Regions from separate parts of the Sus scrofa genome. Here all the other regions are linked to region 2. The links are chromatin contacts, called in public Hi-C maps. All regions are on one chromosome and are shown on one strand. Each heading gives the region's core, a stretch centred on a gene start, on an enhancer-like site or on the middle of the called end of the contact. The rest is flanking DNA. Distances are from core to core; before and after follow the strand shown. Region 1 overlaps LOC106505408 (a long non-coding RNA gene). Region 2 holds the start of MILR1 (allergin-1). Region 3 overlaps PECAM1 (platelet and endothelial cell adhesion molecule 1).

Region 1 (5,127 bases), core at 2,277-4,776, 94 kb after region 2:
TAAGGTGTTGATCCTATGCTAGGTTCAGAAGATGCATCAGAGAACCAGGCAGATGTGGTCTCTGGGGCTTGGGATGCTTTGCTCACATTTTTCAGTCATGCTTGTTTGGGAGAAAAGTTGCTAGAATGTCAGATGTTCACAGGAGTTCTCCCTTTCCAGTGTTAAAGGGCTACTTGGGAAGGGGCTCCCCAGATCTGGAGAGCTTGGGAATCCTTGCAAAAAGTCTTCAGATGCATGGGGATGTATTTTTGGTCAACTTACACATGCAGAGAAGACGATTAAGTTAATGTGTGAGTCTTTACAATTTTTTTTTTTTTTTTTTTTGCTTTTCAGGGCCTCACTTGCAGCATATGAAAGTTCTCGGGCTAGAGGTTGAATTGGAACTGCAACTGCTGACCTGCACCACAGCAATAGCAATGCCAGATCTGAGCCATATCTGTGACCTACACTGCAGCTCATGGCAATGCTGGATCCTTAACCACTGATCAAGGCAAAGGACCGAACCCACATCCTCATAGATACTAGTCGGGTTCTTAACCCACTGAACCATGACACGAACTCTTGCAATTTGTTTTGTTGAAGAAGAATCCTTCCTTATCCTTGAACAGGTTGGGACTCACTGGTCTGCTGTCGGGTCCCAGGTACTGTCTTGAGTTGATGTGACTGTCCAGCCCCTGGTGCATGAGCAAACATAAGTAGACATATGCGTGAACACACACGCATGCCTGTGCTCGCCCACACACGCATGCACACCCACAAACACGTGCAACGCACAGCAGAGGACAAAAATGCCCCGGCCCTGCCCTTGAACAGATCTGTGCCAAGACCAACACAGGTGCTTCTCTCTGTTTTGTGGGAGGTGTTGGCATATGGGGATGTGATGTTTAAATCAAAAAGTGAACATCAAGGCAGCATGATTCCAAACGGCCCAACACGTCACCTTTGCTTATCAGCATTTATTCAACAAACAATGAGCCGTGGGTTTGTGCAGCACTCTGCATGTTCCATGGCTTGTGGAAGATGCCTCTCTAGGCAGCCACCTTGAAGAAACAGGAGCCCACCAATGACCAGCACAGACCAAAAGCTGGTTAGAGGCCTCCCAGTCCTCAAGGATGGCAGCCCTCCCCACCACACTCTGCACACAGCTGGCCCATTGGCAAACCCAATCTGGTCTCTTCTTCCAAGATGGAAACAGCTGATGCAGGTAGTTGAAGCAGTGGAATCCAGGCCATCCCAGCAAAAGCCCAGGGTTTGATTGGAATAGAATCCAGCACCAGGCGGCCAACATTGACCTACTGCCAGCTCAAGCCCTGGGCCCTCTCACAGCCAAGGGCTGTCGGTGTGGCAGAACCAATGCTGGGTGGAGAAAGAACATTCCATGTGTGATACGTCTGTGATGGGCAGAAGAGGACTCAGTGGGGCTCCCTTGAAGACATGGCCACAGTTAACTAGACTGAAAAAAATGCCTTGATAAATATCTTAAAATATTTGAAAATCATATATCTGATAAGGGATTCATATCTAGACTATATAGAGAACTCCTAAAATCACCCAATACTAAAATTGGCAAAGAACATGAATAGATACTTCCAAAAAAGATATGCAAATGACCAAAAAGCACATGAAATAATACCCAACAAATTCTGTGTTGTATTTCATCAATAAAAATGAAAAAAGTAGTTTTTTTGGCTGCACCTGCAGCATATAAAAATTCCCAGTCCAGGAGTCAAAACCACACCACAGCAGTGATCTGAGCCACTGCAGCGACTATGCTAGATCCTTAACCCACCAAACCACAAGGGAACTCCTAAGCAATTTTAATTGCATCGGGCAGAATAAAATGCCTTGGGAAATCCTTACATATTTTTTTAAAGAGGTGTATAAGAAAAATGTATCATCATTTATTAAAATAAATTGGCTAGTAGTCACAGGATATTCAGAGACTTTGTAAAAGAACCGTTTTTTTAAAAAAGCATCTGCAGAAAATACAGCAATAATCCCTGCTTAATCATGAAGGATAATTCCCAGTGGCCAGAAGAGGTGACTTTGCTGGATGTGCCGTCTCTCTCTTTCGGATACAGAATACACCCTAGCAAATACTTTAGGCAATTTGAAGAACTAGACGAGGAGTTCCTGTGGTGGCACAGCAGAAACGAATCCGACTAGGAACCATGAGGTTGCAGGTTCTATCCCTGGCCTTGCTCAGCAGGTTAAACATTTGGTCTTGCCCCAAGCTGTGGTGTAGTTTGCAGACAAGGCTCGGATTCCATGTTGCTGTGGCTGTGGTATAGACCAGCAGCTGTAGCTCGGATTCAACCCCTAGCCTGGGAAACTTCATGTGCCATGGGTGTGGCCCTCAAAAGCAAAAAAAGAAAAAAGAAAAAAAGAAACAGACATGACTTCCCCTCCTGTTCTTTCTGCCCTCGGTCTAGCTGAGCTTGGGGGGTGGGGCAGGGGGCTGTCTAGGGATAAAGGAACGAGAATTACATTTAATTTTCATTTCATATTGGAGTGTAGTTGATTTCTAATGTTTTGTTAGAGAATTACACTTACAGCTAGAAACTCGATAAATATGGAACATATGAAAATGCAACCCACGAATTGCCTGTGACTCAGTGTTTGTCTAAGATCTGAGATAGCAGATATTTGTAAACAACGTTCCTTGACAGGTTTATCTACGTTGTCTTCTAGATTTTTCTAAGCTCTCATCCGTATTTTCAGGTAGAGCATCAGACAAGAATTCCCTTGAACCATAGTGCGCTCAGGTGATTTCATGTTATGTTTAGTCTGCCCAGATGAAAGGATCGCATTCTTCAACAATGACTTTGGGTTTTTTGTAAACATTAGCCAGTTGGGGGCTCAATGGATGTCACCCAGAGTTCCGTGTTTGTACTCAACTCCTCCTGGAAGTGCGTCCCTGCCCGGTGCTCAGGCTTTCTTAGGACAGACAACGAACATTCTGCAGCCCCACGTGCTTCCCGTTTAACTCGGCTGCCAAAGCGTTCCGAGCCAAATTCTATTCCCCATTAGGGTAATTAACTACTGTCAAGGGCCTGTTAATGTCAGCTCCCTCTTCCTCTAGATGGTATCGCTTGCATTTTAATTCCTAGCTGCTCCGTGTTATATCACATTTCATCTTGTCAGCTGCTTCAGATCCTTTTGGGGAATGGCCTAACACAAATTATAAAAATCAAAATGATAGCTTAAAATTTAACAGATAGAAACAAGTCCTGCTTTTAAGTTATATTCATTTAGACGAAGCAAGATATTCTACCTATAGTCCGGGGGGCCTTGGCCATTTCTGTATCATTTCTTCGCCCACCATATAAAGGGATTGGATTCCATCACCTTGAAGTTCCACCGAGGTGCACAAATTGTGAGTGTGTGTGTGAACCTACTATGTGCCAGATACTGTTCTAGGTGCTTGGGGCACATTGGAGAAGAAGAGAGACAAAGATCCCTCCACGCATGGAATTTGGATTTGAGCAGGGAGAGACAGAAATAAGGGATTCATATAACAAGCCTATCTATGGTGTGTGCAGGGTGGCGAGGACTATGGAAAGAGTCAGTGGGGTTGAGAGGAAAGGACTGGAAGCAGGGCGGGGAGGGGCCATATTCAACAGGGTGGTCGGGCGAGTCTCGGTCAGAAGTGAGATTTGGGGAAAGGCATGAAGTTAGCCAAGCAGGACATCTGGGGAAGAGATTCCAGACAGAGAGATGAGCTAGAGCAACGGCCCTGTGCTGCAGAAGCAAGGACGCCACAGGGCTTTGGGAGAGGGAAGGAGGGAGCAGGAGGTGAGAACAGCTGCATTGCAGATTCTGGTAGAAAAAGAAAAGTTGTCTAATTGTAAATAGATAGGTTCTTTCCTATGCTTGTTCTAAGCCCTGCTCCTTCCTGTTCCCCCAAACCAGCCGCATCCCAACCACCCACCACCCTGCAGCTTGTTAGAGATGCAGAATCTTAGGACCTCCTTCAGTTCCACTGAATCAGAATCCTCATGAACAATATCCCCTAGTAATTATTATTATTATTATTATTTTGTCTTTTTGTCCTTTTTAGGGCCACACCCGCAGCGTATGGACCTTCCCAGGCTAGGAGTCTAATCAGAGCTGTAGCCACCAGCCTACACCAGAGCCGCAGCAACACCAGATCCTTAACCCACTGAGGGAGACCAGGGATTGAACCCACAACCTCATGGTTCCTAGTCGGATTTGTTTCCGATGTGCCACAACGGGAACTCCTCCCCTGGTAATTATGACTTATATATGGGGAGTTCCCATCGTGGCTCAGCGGAAACGAATCTGACCAGTATCCATGAGGATGCAGGTTCGATCCCTGGCCTCACACATTGGGTTAAGGATCCAACATTGCTGTGGCTGTGTTGTAGGCTGGCAGCTATAGCTCGAATTCGACCCCTAGCCTAGGAACCTCCATATGCCACAGGTGTGGCTCTAAAAGAAAAAAAATCATGTATGGGAAGACACACCTGAAAGGACACCACTTTTATAAACATATAGAGATTTTATTTTATTTTACTTGTTATTGAAATATAGTTGATTTACAATGTGGTGTTAATTTCAGGTGGACAGCCAAGTGATTCGGATACATATTAGATTCTTTTTTAGATTCTTTCCATTAAGAATGTCAGAAGAATGTAAGAATCTAGGTTATTACAAGGTAAGCATAGTTCCCTGTGACTTACAGTAGACACTTGTTGGTTATCTATTTTTATATAGTAGATTTATCCCTCCTCCCAATATACAGGTATTTTAAATAGCATGTGCTTTACAATAAGACTCCTATTGTTGAAACAATCCTTAAATTGCCCTTTTACAAGGGCTGTTGAAGGACAAGGACTGTCTAGAGTGCCATCTAGTGGTGATATGGAAAATTACATCTCTAGGACAAGGATCCAGCGGAGAATTCAGGTATCATATGGAAAGTAATTGTAGTTTTGAAGTTCCCTAGTGACTCAGCAGGTTAAGGAGATGGCATTGTCACTGCTGTGGCTCGGTCACTACTGTGGCACGGGTTCAGTCTCTGGCGTGGGAATTTCTGCATGCCGTGGGTGCAGCAAAAAAAGAAGGAGCTATTAATGGACAACATTGGGCCAGTTGGAGACATTT
Region 2 (4,443 bases), core at 462-2,961:
GATCTGACATTTCTGTGCATAGGCCAGCAGCTATAGCTCCGATTGGACCCCCAGCCTGGGAACCTCCATGTGCCGCGGGAGCGGCCCAAAAAAGACGCAAAAAGAAAAAGGAAAAAAAGAAAACAGCAGAGAAGGAACCATTTCATTGTAAAAAGCAGTCTCAATATTTTGTCTCTGAGTCTCAGGAAAGATCCTTCAACTCCCTCCCTAAAATCACCTCGTTTTGAGCAGTAGGTAATGGAAAAGACTTACCTCTTTGGTTGTTCATCAAAAAGCATAGAAAAACCCATTCATGAATGGTCATGCTTAAAGCTGACCATCTCATTGCTTCGGTGAAGACAGCTTTAGTAGAAGAGTAAAGTAAGTGAAACTTACCATTTGTTTTTCTCATCCTCTCACAATCCAGTGCAGCCTTTTGAACTGGAAGAGAGAAAAGGAACATGAGAAGACTCTTTTTCCACATGGTGTTTCGATTTGGAGGTTCAAGCTTCAGAATGGTAAGGACGCCTTAAATGCGACAGAAGGCAAAATGCCCCCAAAGAATAGTTTGTTCAGATGGCTCCACATTCTCCTGAATGAAATCAAGAGGAGGACGAGGGAGGCTTGGTGGAACCCGGGTGGTAAATCACTTAGAGAACTTCCTCCTTTTTGACCAAGTTAGAGAAGTCAGAGTTGCATGAACAAAGCCTGACACAGAAGACTGGTTGGTGTGACCCTGAGAGTTCTTGTAAGCAGAGATATGGCAGGTTGCCTGTAGTTCAGGCTGGCTGGGAAGTTGGACAGTGGGAAAAGAAAAAGTGTTGTCTTTATGTAAACCCACCTGCTCATCTCTTTCTGGATTCAGCCTATGTCTAAAGGAATTAGCAGAAGTGCGGTTTAGTCTTGGGAAGCAATATTGACTCTACAGAGACACATGGAAACATGGCTGTGGCATAAGCCTGTGGCTACAGGTCTTATTTGACTCCTAGCCTGGGAACCTCCATAGGCCGTGGGTGCAGCCCTAAAAAGACCAAAAAGAAAGAAAGAAAGAAAGAAACGTGGCAGCAGAAATGCCTGATTGTGTTCATTGCTGGTTCCTAGGCCCTGCTCCAAGCTTACTGGGGGTGAAACCTGGGACTCTGAATTTTCACAAGGGCCCCAGTGGTCTCAGAGTCTCTAAATTACAACCCACAGTGACTTGTGATTCACCACTACCCAATCCAGAATTCTCCTGACTCTGCAAAGTGCATGCAGTAACAAAGCCACACACTTTGCTGTTGCCAGCCTGAAGTGGGAAGTGGTGAGAGGTTCCCAAGTGGCAGGAGGTGTAACTGAGCTGGGCCACTTGTGTTACTGATTCTTGTTGCCACCCAGGGTTGGTCCTGTAGGTCTCACACATTCCCATGGACAGGCGCCCTCTCTGTGGGGAAGACAGGGCCCTCCCTGCCCAGGTACAAGTTCCTCTAGGACATCATCCAACCTCCATAAGAACTCACTCCAGGTGCTTCTTGCTCGGGCTCCCCAGGTCCCTCCTGTGGTGGTCAGTCATTTCCGGTCCCACATCTGGCCACCCCTGGGGGTCTGAGCAGAGCCCGGGCCTGCTGCCGTCACCCCCATTTCCTCTTTGTCTGGCCTTCACTGTCTGGAAGCAATTCATCTTATTTAGCTTTCAGTTCATAAAAGGCTTTTATTTCCTTCTGACCTGAAAAGTCACTTCTGGGAGTTCCCGTTGTGGCTCAGTGGTTAACGAATCCATGAGGTTGCAGCTTTGATTCCTGGCCTCACTCAGTGGGTTAAGAATCCTGTGTTGCCGTGAGCTGTGGTGTATGTAGGTCGCAGACGCAGCTCGGTCTGGGCTTGCTGTGGTTCTGGCTTAGGCCGGCGGCTACAGCTCCGATTAGACCCCTAGCCTGGAAACCTCCATATGCCTCATTTGTGGCCCTAAAAAGGCAAAATAAATAAATAATAAATAAATAAATAAATAAAAGTCACTTCTCAAGCACCCAGCCTTCTAACAAAGACGGCACTCGATGCTTTGATACTGTGATATTGGTGGCGGTTTCTTTCACTAAAGAAGAGGGAGAGAAAGAACCCCACAGATTTACTCTCTGATAGGATGACCCACAATGCCAGAATTTCTGCTAAAGGGAATCAGAGGTTTCCTTCTTGACTTTTCCCTCCATTGTCCATCCATCCTGGCCTGAGCATGGGAGAGATCTGGGTTCTCCAGAAACGCTGACACGTCTGGGGCATTGCTGTGAGTAGAACTTTCAGCTGGGGCAGGAAGCTTGCAAACCGCAGCTTGGACACAAAGACAACAAAGGAAACCAGGGGAAGTGCTGCTTAGAGCTGCTGTAAACGTTGCTAGCATTGCCTTAGTGAGGCCCTGGGAAAAGGATCGTGATATGTCAGAGGCTACACAACAAATCAAATGGAAAAAGAAAAAGTTCATCCACGGACCAGGCACGTTCCTTGGGGCCCAGATCAAGACAGATGCACCTTGTCATGGTCCACAGCAATTTGCCATATTGATAAACTTGATAACACTAAATAGTCAAACAGTAAAGTTAGGCTTTCTGTTGTCTAAGAGCTTCACACTCCTTACAGAACCTCTATGAGGTGTGCAGAGGTATTATTAAAAATATTTTACAACCAGGAGAGAAATACACAACACACGGATCCAATATTTTATTTTTTTATTATTATTATTTTTTGTCTTTATGCCATTTCTGGGCCGCTCCCTCGGCATATGGAGGTTCCCAGGCTAGGGGTCTAACCAGAGCTATAGCTGCCAGCCTACCCAGAGCCACAGCAACACAGGATCCGAGCCGTGTCTGCAACCTACACCACAGCTCACAGCCACGCCGGATCCTTAGCCCACTGAGCAAGGGCAGGGATCTAACCCGCAACCTCATGGTTCCTAGTGGATTCGTTAATCACTGCGCCACAATGGGAACTCCACGGATCCAATATTTTAAAATATATTTCACCACTCCTGCTTTATCTCTAAATAAACTAAGCTATATTATAAAACTATTCAGGTGATATAAATTTTTGAGCAAATCACTGATAAAATTATTATCATAATTTCTAAAATTTTGTTGATGTTCAGAAATGGTTGCAACATTATCCCCAAAAGTGAGCCCTGTCCACTTTTGGGGATGATTTGACATGCCGACCGCCTTGAACTTTTCCAACGAATTCCTTCAAACTGGTGGCCATTGGGTAATGTGTAATCTCAATAAATTGTGTATTTCTCTTCACTTCAGTTGTTCCTGGTGTTAAATCCTCAACTCCGATGAACAATAACAATGATAAAATTTTTAAATGTTCCAGCCATGGGAGTTCCTTCGTGGTTCAGTGGTTAACAATCCTGACTAGAATCCGTGAGAACGCAGGTTCAATCCCTGGCCTCGACATCACTGTGTTAGGGATCAGCATTGCTGTGAGCTGTGGTGTAGATTGAAGATGCGGCTCAGATCCCACGTTGCTGTGGTGTAGGCCGGCAGCTATAGCTCTGATTCGACCCCTAGCCCGGGAACTCCCATTCTATTATCTATTATATGTTTCTAAATCATATCCTTTCAAAGAACTTTACAAATACCATTTGGTAAAGTCTCAGGATTCTATAAACTTAAATGATTTTAGAATTCATTTATTTTCACTTTTGCCCGCAAACAACAATATATTTTTTATAATAATTTATTTTAAAATATTATCCTGGGCGGAGTTCCCATCATGGCGCAGTGGTTAACGAATCCAACTAGAAACCATGAGGTTGCGGGTTCGATCCCTGGCCTTGCTTGGTGGGTTGAGGATCCAGCATTGCCATGAGCTGTGGTGTAGGTTGCAGATGAGGCTCGGATCCCACGTTGCTGTGGCTCTGGTGTAGGCCAGTGGCTACAGCTCTGATTAGATCCCTAGCCTGGGAATGTAAATATGCCGAGGGAGCGGCCTAGAAAAGTCAAAAAAGACAAAAAATATATATATGTATTATCCTGGGGAGTTCCTGCCATGGCACATTGGGTTAAGAATCCAATCAGAGTGACTTGGGCACTGCTGAGGTGTGGGTTTGATCCATGGCAAGCACAGTGGGTTAAAGGATCTGGTGTTGCTACAGCCGTAGTGTAGATTGCAGCAGTGGCTTGGATTTGATCCATGGCCTGGGAACTTCCATATTCCTGGATGTGGCCAAAATAAATAAGTAAATAATAAAATATTATATTTTTCTCTTCAAATTGAAACTTTATTTCGTTTTGTTATAGTAAGTCCTACCATTTTCTTTTTTTCTTTCATTTTGTTATAAGAAGTCCTACCATTTTCTTTCTTTCTTTCTTTCTTTTTTTTTTTTTTTTTTTTTTTTTTTTTTTTTGCTTTTTAGGGCTACACTAGTGGCATGTGGAGGTTCCCAGGCTGGGGGTCTAATCAGAGCTCCAGCTGCCGGCCTACTCCGCAGCCACAGCA
Region 3 (4,791 bases), core at 2,178-4,677, 78 kb after region 2:
AGGAAAACTGCTCGTCTAGATAAGCAAAAGGGCATCGGGCAGGCCTGCCTCCAAGAAGCAGCCCCAGGGCGGGGCTCTGGGTAGGACCAGGGCCCTGGAGAGTGTTGGGGATCTTGCAGGCCACGGCAGGCACCAGTTCTTTGCAACTTTGGCTTTAGGCTCTACGCTTAGCTTTTTTTTTTTTTTTAAACTACGGTAAAATATGCATAGCACTTGCCATTTTCACCCTTTTTAAGTGTACCTTGCAGGGACACTAAGTACATTCGCATTGCCGTACAACCATCCCACCATCCATCTGCAGAACCTTTTCGTCTTTTCCAACTGATCCTCCGAGCCCATTGTGTTACTTCCCCATTCCTCCCAGCCCCCAGCCAGCACCACTCTGTGTTGTATTTCTGTGAATTTGAGAATACTCAGCTTTTTTCATCTGTCAAGTCGGGTGGTTGAATGAATGATCTTAAGTTACCTTCCAGGCATAACATTCAGAGAGGCTCAGTGTCCTGGTGTTTGGAAATGGTCATTTGCCTTGGTCACTCCAGACCTGGCCCTGAACATCTTGGTGGGGGAGCGGGGGGCATGCCCTCAGTCACTTCTAAGAGTCACTCCCCAGGTCGCTGGGAACCAGTCCTAATCCTTTACCCACCCCCCTTGACTCCAAGTTTGCCCTTCTAATCTGAACTAAGTCCTGGGTCTCGGGGGCCGTCTTCCTGCATTTCTTTTGCATTCATGTCGGTCAGAGGCCAGCCTGGATGGGTCTTTGTACTGCAAACCTAATGGAACACATCCTAAGTAAGAGACTGGGGTTTGGTTTGGTCTCAGCACCACCCCTATCAGGTTATAAGACTTGGCCCCACCCCTCACTTCTCTTGGGCACGAGGTTTCTCATTAATTCTCAGTTGACATGCCCTCGGCTTCTGAGGAGGTGCTGCAGGGCCACCATCTCAGTGCTGCTGGGCGGTGTGCCTGGCCCTTGAGGGGATAAGGGCTGAGGTGGGCAGGTGGGCTCTGTAAAATGCGAAGGAGGGCGGCATCATGCCCACTCTTTGTCTCTAGCGGGGTCTTGGCCACGCCCCGCATGTCTGCTGGGCTATTTGGAACCTACTCTTTTGCTGACACACAGCTGAGCTAACATCATCTTGTCTCAGCAATTAACTCTTAGTCCAAGGCAGGGAAATTTCCAACTTGGAGCATTTTTGCTTTCCAGCCATAATCTGTTTTCTTTTGTTTGTTTGTTTGTTTTTGCTGCATATTCCCTGCTTATTAGGGAGAAAAGAAGAGGGCTTCTCTGAACTACAAGGACGATCAGAGAAAGACCAAATTGAGCTTGGCCTAAGGAAAAGAGAGTTGAGGCCCAGGACATAGCCAGAATGGGTACACAATGAGATATGGCCTCTCATTAAGTTTCAGCTTTCTTAGGGAAATGGAGAAAAAGCTGATAATTTCCTCATCTTTTAGATCCACAAGTTTAGCACTTGAGGGTTGGTTTGGTTTTTCTTTTTTGGCTGCCCTGCTGCAGATGGAATTCCTGGGCCAGGGATCAGATCCGAGTCCCAGCTGAGACCCATGGCACCCGTCCTGTTGCGTCACAGAGGGAACCTCACACGTAAAGTTTTTTAAAGTTCTTATTCCCTTTTCAGTTGTTTGCATGAGGTTAGGATTTGCAAACCCCAGTCAGCAATAGAAGCTTTAGTCCCAGTTAATGATTTGGCCGACCAGAAATGGAAAAATGGGTCTGTTTTTATGTCCCTTATTTATCAGTCATGTAGCTGCTCCTAAGAAGCGGAGCATGGAAGGAAAGCAGTCCAGCTTACGGCCTGGTACTCTTCTCTCAGCGCCTGACTAGAATCAGTTCACTCCCATCCCCGTGGTCTCAGACCTTCTGCGGGATAATCTGTTACTTAGCTGAGTTCTCCTGGTTTAGACGGAGGCATTTTCCCAGGGTTTGTTCATAGCCTGGTGCTCTGGGTTAAGAGCCGCCCTGGGGTTCAAAAGCCACCCCCACCTCTTCCTCCTCTGACTGGTGTGGACTAAGCCAAGGGAAGTTTTGATTTTCTTTTCCTCCTCCTTGTCCTCCTAGTGACAGGAACTAAAAGAGATAAACTGTAGCTGGGGAGAGAGCCTCTCCGTAAATGCGTGGTAACCCGTGGTGTCTTCAGTTCTCTCAGCCTGTGTGAACTGGAATGCCTGGCTAGCCAGCAATGTGGATCTTTACTCTGATTCCACCCTTGACGGTTTTGCAGCGCTCCAGCTTATCCTCAAAGTACTTTATAAGATGCTTTGCAGTTCATCCAAAGCATAGCTTGTGGACATATCTATTTACAGCAGTTTTTAAGACAGAAGGGCAAAGCGATATATTATAATTAATGAGCAATGCCGTCGAGTTCTTCCGCATGAAAGAACTCAGGTCTGGGATAAGATTTTCACAGCCGAGAGCAGTGGTTCTCAACGCAGGGACATTTGGCAACATCTGGGGACATTTTTCATTGTCATAATTTGGAGGGCCCGGGATGCTGCTGAACATCTTACAATGCACAGGACAGGCCCCATGACAAAGGATTTTCCAGCCCAGAATGTCAGTGGCACCAGCAACAAGAAACTCTGGTTTGGAGGACCTCACTTCCTGTGACTCCTCTAAGACGAAAGCTGGATTTCCTCTCTAGAGGCCCTGCGGCCACCTTGGAGGTGTCCTGGGCACATCCCACTTGAGGGCTGATGGCTCTGGGAAGAGATGCCGAGTCCTGCTGCAGACACTAACCTGTGTCTTTCCGGCTAGACAGGACCCTCCTGCCTCACTCAGCCTCCCTCTTCTGCTTCCACTTTGCCTGGAATTCAGACTTCCAGGATGCTTCTTAAAGGAGCAGAAATGCCGTGTGCCAAGAGCGGCTAATCATGGAGAAGGGACTGAAGAACAGAGGGCCCCCAGGCCATGTCCACTCTGGAGCACTCGAGGGCCCATCCCAACCAGTCCTCTGAGGCCCAGAGCAGGCCCGGCCCGCAGGGGGCGTCTCCAACCTCAGAGTGCAGGCGGATAAAACCTGCTCCACGGAAAAAACGGGGTGTTACCCACCAGACTCTAGTACCGCGAAGCAACAGGACAACAAGCGTGCAGAACTGGGTCCTCAATCAGTGTTATCAGCGCGCTCCAGTTTTCGTATTGGGTGTCTGGGCTGCTTTAGGAAGTGCAGCTTGAGGCTCTTGTCCTCTTTGTCTGACTCCAGAGCCCCTCGGGACTTTAGGGGAGCGGGAAGCATGGGATCCTTTGGGTCCTCCCAGGTCAGATTTGGGTTGGGGGGTGGGGTGCTGCCCACGGCCTCACTCAATGTGTGGAAGTTTACACAATGGCTCAATTTCTTGGTCGGGCTGATTCATCCATTTGGCCTTTGACGCCTGCCTCTGGCTCAGCCAGGACAGAAGGGGGCCCCTTAGGAACTTCTGGCCCTGTTCCCTCTGGAGGAGACGCACAATGGGGCTGTGATAAGACAGGGTTTGAGGGGGAAGTGGACTGGTGGAAACAGGATATTTTTAAGTTAGAGAAAGAAACAGAAGGTTGTGACTCCCGTTGTGACAGTTGGGCCCTGAGACTGCCCAAGATTCAGAAGGGACCGGGTTAGAGCTTGGACGGGGGGCGGGCGTGGAAACTGGGGCCCCTTGGGTGGCCTCTCTCGAGGAAGACTGAGGAGTGGCTGTGGGGAGGGGGGGTGCTGGTGCTCTCCCTCCCCTTCAAGAATGGCCGCACCTCCTCCCAGGCCTTCCCCAGGCTTCTGTGCTCAGAGCCTTGTCCATATGGGCCATTTGGGGAATCAGCCCCGATACACAGGCCACTCCCCCTTCAGAAACTCTGCCGTTAGTTAGCGAGGCCGGGTCCTGTGCAAAGGGCAGATCATCCCCCTCTTGCCTCTTGCAGTGAAAACCATCTCTAACCAATGCAGGTGGGTCGCTCACCTTCAACGCAGTGTCCCCTCTTCTCATTGGTCTTTCTCACCCTCTTCCGGGCATGCTTGGCATCGCCTTCTGGCAGGGCGGCCAGTCCCAGTGTGGGCTCCAGCCTGGGGACAGTGTGGTCTCTGGGTAGCTGAGACGAGGCTCCCCGGGGGAAAGGGATGTGGCGGCCCGTTCTTCAGGCAGCACCTGGACCACAGGTGCCAAGGGCATTGGCCCTGTTTCTGCCTTCTCCACTGACCCCACTCCCCAACTCCTGGGAAGAGACAAACCGATAGGAAGTATGGAAATAGCTTTATTCCCAAAGAGGATCCTGGCAGCATTATTTACAATAGCAAAACCTTGGAAAGAACCTAAATTTTTAAAAGTAAGGAACTGGTTAAGTAAATAACTGCGTATCCCTGGAATGATGGTTACACAGCCACCAGAACATTATGTTTAAGAAGGTACCAGGAAAAAAACAAACAAAAAAACTCCAAAACAAAGAAGGTACCAGGAAATGTTTATAAAATCACATTATGTCTGGAGTTGCCATGTGGCTCAGCAGGTTAAGGATCCAGTGTTGTCACTGCAGCAGCTAGGGGTTGCCACTGTGGCAGAGGTTCAATCCCTGGCCCAGGAAGTTCTATGTGCCATGGGTGCAGCTAAAACATATATATATATGTTTCACATTACGTGAAAAAGAAAGACTATAAAATGGCAGACTATAATTATAACTACCCCCCCCCAAGAAGCCCCCTACACTTAGTGGAAAATGACTGGAAGACATTTTAGTCAACAGTGGAACCAGAGTTAATATTTACCTGCTTTCTATGTTTCTGTAGTTCTCAGGGTTTTGTTTTTTGGTTTTTG

Evidence for each region. A called contact is a pair of places that touch in the nucleus more often than the background predicts.
Region 1: a contact with region 2 is called in a Hi-C map of retroperitoneal adipose tissue, with 2.1 times the contacts expected there. The contact joins the enhancer-like site here to the promoter of MILR1 in region 2. A contact is called at or near these places in 5 of 5 promoter capture datasets (fetal liver, fetal skeletal muscle, liver and 1 more), 34 of 47 Hi-C or Micro-C datasets (adipose tissue, blood, brain and 16 more) and 2 of 2 datasets of contacts at active chromatin or transcription factors (alveolar macrophages and skeletal muscle).
Region 3: a Hi-C map of liver shows a contact between it and region 2, with 1.5 times the contacts expected there. The contact joins the enhancer-like site here to the promoter of MILR1 in region 2. A contact is called at or near these places in 4 of 5 promoter capture datasets (fetal liver, fetal skeletal muscle and liver), 26 of 47 Hi-C or Micro-C datasets (adipose tissue, blood, brain and 13 more) and 2 of 2 datasets of contacts at active chromatin or transcription factors (alveolar macrophages and skeletal muscle).

Annotation. Positions count from the first base shown.
Region 1 is chr12:14,728,500-14,733,626 of Sscrofa11.1, forward strand. The region is part of intron 1 of LOC106505408 (a long non-coding RNA gene); the gene reads left to right. Among named protein-coding and RNA genes, the nearest start is that of TEX2, 33 kb to the right of the region's middle. Within about 2 kb of position 3,527, at least 1 of the 83 cell types and tissues checked has an H3K27ac peak or open chromatin away from gene starts, as enhancers often do. A contact at or near this core is called in retroperitoneal adipose tissue, where this site is marked.
Region 2 is chr12:14,636,235-14,640,677 of Sscrofa11.1, forward strand. It overlaps MILR1 (allergin-1), which reads right to left and starts at 1,712. Exons shown (of 9, transcript XM_021066766.1): 1 at 376-1,712. The coding sequence starts at 463.
Region 3 is chr12:14,712,279-14,717,069 of Sscrofa11.1, forward strand. All of the region lies in intron 14 of PECAM1 (platelet and endothelial cell adhesion molecule 1), which reads left to right. Among named protein-coding and RNA genes, the nearest start is that of PECAM1, 47 kb to the left of the region's middle. Within about 2 kb of position 3,428, at least 18 of the 83 cell types and tissues checked have an H3K27ac peak or open chromatin away from gene starts, as enhancers often do. A contact at or near this core is called in adipose tissue, fetal liver, fetal skeletal muscle and 6 more, where this site is marked.